Linked DNA regions of Mus musculus: region 2 is linked to region 1. Evidence: chromatin contacts called from public HiChIP or PLAC-seq data. All regions are on one chromosome and are shown on one strand. Each heading gives the region's core, a stretch centred on a gene start, on an enhancer-like site or on the middle of the called end of the contact. The rest is flanking DNA. Distances are from core to core; before and after follow the strand shown.

What was found. HiChIP or PLAC-seq counts read pairs in DNA pulled down with a chosen protein or histone mark.
Region 2: a contact with region 1 is called in an H3K27ac HiChIP or PLAC-seq map of embryonic stem cells, with 8 read pairs. The contact joins two enhancer-like sites. A contact is called at or near these places in 1 of 15 datasets of contacts at CTCF or cohesin (large pre-B cells), 10 of 484 Hi-C or Micro-C datasets (CD8 T cells, Sertoli cells, cerebral cortex and 3 more), 10 of 115 datasets of contacts at active chromatin or transcription factors (the SCID.adh cell line, bone marrow-derived macrophages, craniofacial prominence and 3 more) and 2 of 9 other capture datasets (adipose tissue and liver).

What each region holds. Positions count from the first base shown.
Region 1 is chr14:34,692,819-34,695,583 of GRCm38.p6, reverse strand. It overlaps Wapl (WAPL cohesin release factor), which reads right to left. Exons shown (of 19, transcript NM_001004436.4): 4 at 479-597. Among named protein-coding and RNA genes, the nearest start is that of 5830448L01Rik, 20 kb to the right of the region's middle. Within about 2 kb of position 1,378, at least 7 of the 459 cell types and tissues checked have an H3K27ac peak or open chromatin away from gene starts, as enhancers often do. A contact at or near this core is called in embryonic stem cells, where this site is marked.
Region 2 is chr14:34,768,416-34,771,155 of GRCm38.p6, reverse strand. A930038B10Rik (a long non-coding RNA gene) reads right to left here. Exons shown (of 5, transcript XR_001781218.2): 4 at 2,446-2,660; 5 at 1,055-1,868. Among named protein-coding and RNA genes, the nearest start is that of Gm30969, 4.7 kb to the left of the region's middle. Within about 2 kb of position 1,320, at least 206 of the 459 cell types and tissues checked have an H3K27ac peak or open chromatin away from gene starts, as enhancers often do. A contact at or near this core is called in embryonic stem cells, where this site is marked.

The DNA.
Region 1 (2,765 bases), core at 129-2,628:
GATTTATTTATTTTATGTAAGTGAGTACACTGTCGCTGTCTTCAGACACCCCAGAAGAGGGCATCAGATCACATTATAAACAGTTGTGAGCCACTACCTGGTTGCTGGGAATTGAATTCAGGACCTCTGGAAAAACAGACGGTGCTCTTAACCACTGAGCCATCTCTCCAGCCCAGAAAAATTATTTTTAATGCCATATTTAGACATATGATTACATTTTTTACAATGATATATATATATATGTATATATATCATCGTAAAAAAAATATATATATGGTTTTTTTTAAAGATTTACAGATATCCTGAGATAAACAATGTCACAATGGCTCATTGGTAACTTCCCAATAAAAAGTTAAGGGTTGAGCCCTCTAATGATAAATATATGTATACATACACACACACACACACACACACACACACACACACACACACACACATTTTTATTAAAAAAAAACACCAGTGTTAATGCTTTACTTACCCGTTTGGGGCCACTAAAAATCTTTCTGGTATTTTCCTTGGATTTATCTCCTTGTTTACTTATGGGCTTCTTCACACTCTCAGGCACACCAGGCAAGTCCTCTGTAAAATCCAAGTTTTCTGAAATGGTAATCAAAACTAGCTAGCTTTCCAGTGTTTCAAGTTATCAGAAAACACAAGGTTTTTTAAAAACATTAATGTTGGAGAAAATAATAAAGGATTAAAAATAGTAGTGGTTGATGAAGTACTCTAACCCTATTCTCTTACTTCAAAACCTATTACATATCTTTTCTAGTTGTATTTTTGTACTATCAGCAAAAAATCAAACATTTTCTCTTTTACTGAGAATGGGTGCTTATAATTAGCTGGCCTGGAATTCACTGGATGGCTTCTAAACAAAGATAACTACTCTAAAAAGTTTTTTAAAGATTTATATATGAGTGTTTTGCATAACTAATTCTTTGGGGGGATGTTCTTACACCCCTTTTGTTCTCATATAACTGCAGGGCCCACTCTAGCCCATTTTAGCTCCTGAATAAAAGACAGAGAGACCTGGTATTTTTATTAACAAGCTTCAAGCACTAAGCTGGGCAGGTTCAGAGCTATTCTATCTAACCTGGTTATGCTGTATACTTCCCAGCTATGTGGTCCTTTACCTACATCTGAGTCTTGCCTTGGCTCACTCTAGTCCATGTTTGTCCTCATGGCTGCTCTCTCAAGAGACCTCAATGGAGAATCCTCCTGGTTTATCCACATGGTCTCTCCACATCTTCTCCCTCTCTCCTCTCTAGTCTCTTTCCAGGACTGGAATAGGAAGTCCTGCCCTATTTCTGAGCAGCTAACTAGCTGATCAGCTCTTTATTACCCAATCAGAGGTGATGGGAAACAACTTTTACATAACATTAAGACCGGAGATGCTTGGCCATGCCATTGTCCAGACTGCAGATGTCTAGGCATAGAAATCAGCATCTGAATACACAGTGCACAAAACCGTCCGGTATAGGTATATGAGCCTGCCTGGGGAGACTGCAGAGATGGTAAGGCATCAGATTCTCTGGAACTGAAGTTATGAACCACTATGTGGGTGCTGGGAACTAAGAACAACAAACACACGTAACCACTGAGCCATCTCTCCAGTTCCAAAGAGGACAAAATTTTAAAAAGCACAATCTTTGGGAGTGGTGCACAGTCCTAATCCTAGCACTTGGGAGGCTGAGTCAGGAGGCAAAGAAACAACCAAGATAGCTATCCTTGGCTAGTACAATGTAGTTCAATGACCTGTGAGTCTTCACATAAAAACTACTGAAGGATTAGATTACTTCTCAAATGGTTATAAACATTTTCTTCTAATTTAGAAGGAAGAGAACCTCATCTTCTAAAAATGACTGCTGGTTCACACGTTATATCAAGACTGACCTGTAACTTGGTGTTTCTCATTCAAGTAGTCTTATAGTTTTCAAATGTTATTCAATATCAACTTCATTTCTCAAAGTGAGTCTTAACGTTTCATACTCCAGAATTTAAGTTCTATTGCTCCAAGATACAAAAATAGACCTAGCTCTCACTAGAGACTCAACCACTAAGAGGACCTTATCATTGAGCCTACAATCTTGAGACAAATTTTATTATTAAAAGAGAATACTGTGAGCAGTGGTGGTGCACACCTTTAATCCCAGCACTCAGGAGGCAGAGGCAGGCGGATTTCTGAGTTTGAGGCCAGCCTGGTCTACAGAGTGAGTTCCAGGACAGCCAGGGATACACAGAGAAACCCTGCCTCGAAAACAAAAAAGAGAGAGAAAGAGAGAGACAAAGAGAGAGAGAATTGAGAGAACTGAGAGAATCCTTACCTACTAGTACTTTCCAATCCTATGAGACCACAATTTGAGGCTTTGAGAATGTTTCAATTTTTTTCAAGTTTTGTGCTACTTCCAAAGGGTTTAATTAATTTCTTTTGAGTATTTCCCTCATAAAACCATCTGTTATCAGTACAGTTCTAAATGTCCTAAAAAAATCAATCCTTATGTCTGTATTACATTTGGATTTTCAAAACTAAAACAAGATGTTTGGTATCTCTGTCCCAAAGACTCAATAGTATAAAATTATCACATAAATTACCATATGCTAGCCTAGGGTTATATTTCAGTGGGAGAGCTTACTTACATGCAATTTGAATTGGGTTTGGAACCCTGAACTCACATGCATATAGCCACATGCAGGCACACACATCAACATGTAATTAAAAATAAATTTTATATATTTCAAACTAAAATGGAATATTTAGGAAAGAG
Region 2 (2,740 bases), core at 71-2,570, 76 kb before region 1:
TAAGCCAGGAAGATGCCACAGCTTTGTGAGAGTCTGCACTGTCCCTTGCATGGAGCATTGTCAGTGGGACTCTGTCCACTCTAGTGACAGCAGTACATGAGTTTTGCATCTGTGAGCTGCTTCAGGAAGCCCGTCTTAGCAAAATGTATACTCATCTCAGCTGTTTTATAACTTAAATTTTGATCCCAAAGTCTCCCCTCCCTCCAGAGCCTAAACAGTGAAAGTTCTCTGATTCTTTTTTTTTCTTTCTTTTTAAGCTTTCTAATCAGCCGGGCAGTGGTGGCACATGCCTTTAATCCCTGCAGAAGTCAGAAAAGGAATCCCTTGGAACTGGAGTTATGCATGGTTATGAGCCACCATGTCAGTGCTGGAGACTAAATCCAGGTCCTCTACAAGAGCAGCGGGCGCTCTTAACCACAAGCCATCTGTGATGGTTTGTATAGGCTTGGATCAGGAAATGGCACTATTAGGAGGTGTGGCCTTGTTGAAGTAGGTGTGTCCTGTATAATGCCCGCCCGGATTCTGCCATGCTCCCGCCTTGTTGATAATGGACTGAACCTCTGAACCTGTAAGCCAGCCCCAGTTAAATGTTGTTTTTATTTGGTCATAGTGTCTGTTCACAGCAGTAAAACCCTAACCAAGACACCATCTCTCCATCCCAGGACTCGATGTCTTTGAAGGACAACAGGGTAGCAACTGACTTTCTTGAAGATGGATACGTGCCCAGAAACAGGCATGTGCCCTGCCTTTGCTCTGGGGGAAAAGTATTGCTGTCTGAAGTTTACTGGCAGACAGGAAGGCAATCACATCGTTAGCCATCCTACCTCCAACAAACACCAACAAATAAGTCAATATAAACACTAACCTCAACGAACATCTCTACCATAGTCAGGGTGAGTGGTGGCTAGGCAGCCACACCCTGGACAAGGATGGAACCTTTAAGAAGCAGAAAGGTGTGAGGTGTGGGGTGGTTTGTTATTCGGTACGTTTTATACATGTGGTTTTCGGTATATTGGAGATTTAAATTTATTTTAAAATTAAAAAAAAAAAATACAGGACGAGGGGGATGTGTGCGCGTGCGCACCACAGCGCATGTGAAGATCAGAGCATAACTTCCGTGTTGCTTCTCTCCTTCCACAGAAAACTCAGGTGGTCAGGCTTGGTGGCAAGCGCCTACACCCGGCGAGCCGTCTCGCAGACACTTACACTGGGGACATTGACTTCAAGCTAAGCATTTCCAACTCCTAGAACCAAAGCAGGCTGAAGCGAGATGACCCAGGGGCCAGTCACCCAGGAGAAGGCTGCCTCCGGCTTCTGGCTGGCCGACTGCGCATGTCCTCCCAGCACAGTGCCCGCTACAGTCGAGAAAGCCTCGGCCAAGCCCGCACCCGACAGGCTCGGGGCTACAAGGCTTGTGGGGTTTAACCTGGGTCGACCTCCAGGAAAATCAAGATCAGAGCGGAGACGTGCTGAGAGGTAGGGACAGTCTGGAGTCTTAGGAGGTGGGACTTGGGCGGATGCACTCCTCTGGGCGCTCACGGTGCGTGGTGGATACTCTGACCCGCTCCTCTTGGCTGACCACGCACGAGGGCAGTCATCCTGGGGAAACTGAGGCCGCCAAAGTCATAGGGCTCATCCGAACATCCTGCCCCAACCCGGCGCGGCATCCAAGCACCTGCTCCATCTGGGGACACCCGGAGGTCTAGGCCGCCACACATAGCCCAGGGGGAGCGGTGATAAAGATGCGGAACTCGTCGCGCGAACGCAGAGGGGAGGGAGGAGGCGTTGAGAGTCTTGCGCCATGTGAGCTGGATCCGCGTGGGTCCCGTCAACCCAGCCGCTGTTGACGACGCCCAGGACCCGGAGTCCTGTGGACACAGCATTCGGGTGACCTCGGAGCCTCAAGAGATCTGCAGCTCGCCTGCTCCAACGCCCCTTCCCCAATATCCCTTCCTTAGAACCTCGGTCCCCTCCTGCATCCTTCTGTTCTATGATACCTTCCAGAGCCTCAAGAGGGCGCTGTGGGCGCGCTGCTGGAGGCCGCGCCTCCTGCCTCCAACTTAAGGTCCGAGCTGGAACTAGCTTTTGACACGAGCTCTTGAATACGTGTGTGGGACAGGCAAGGTGACATAACCCTGAAGCCTCAATCGCAGGAGAGAAATAAAGGCTTTTTTCCTTGTTTACTCTTTCTTACCTTGAATATCGTGATCATATCTTCACAATGAAAATAATATTTTGAATGAAAAAGTATTCCAAAATAAGCAGACATAAATCATATGGTAGGAGTAGCATGAAACAAGAAACATTTTGTAAGAGCAGAAGTGTTGGGGTACACAACCCTAACACTCAGGAGGCTAAGTTCGGTACCCTGTCACAAAATCAAACCAAAAGTTGATCAAACTTCCTTTCTGTGATCATAAGGCAAAAGACACTAAGGAAGTGTACCAGAGATGGCAGTCGAAGGTACCCATCACTATCATGGGACACAGTCTCGTCAATACGACAGGGTCAATGCGCTGGTGCACTCTCAGAAGCTGGAAAGAACCCCGGTGAATAAAAACTTGCACCAGATTGGGTCTGGTCACTGCCCATCACAGGTCGGTGGGCGGGGCTCATGAAGCCTTCGGCCTCTCTGAGGAGTTCTAGGCAGTTAAGGGTTCCTGGAGGGAGGGAGACATGTAGTGAAACCACTAGTAAGGTACCCATGCCCCCGCCCACGTTCATGTAAACAAAATTAAAC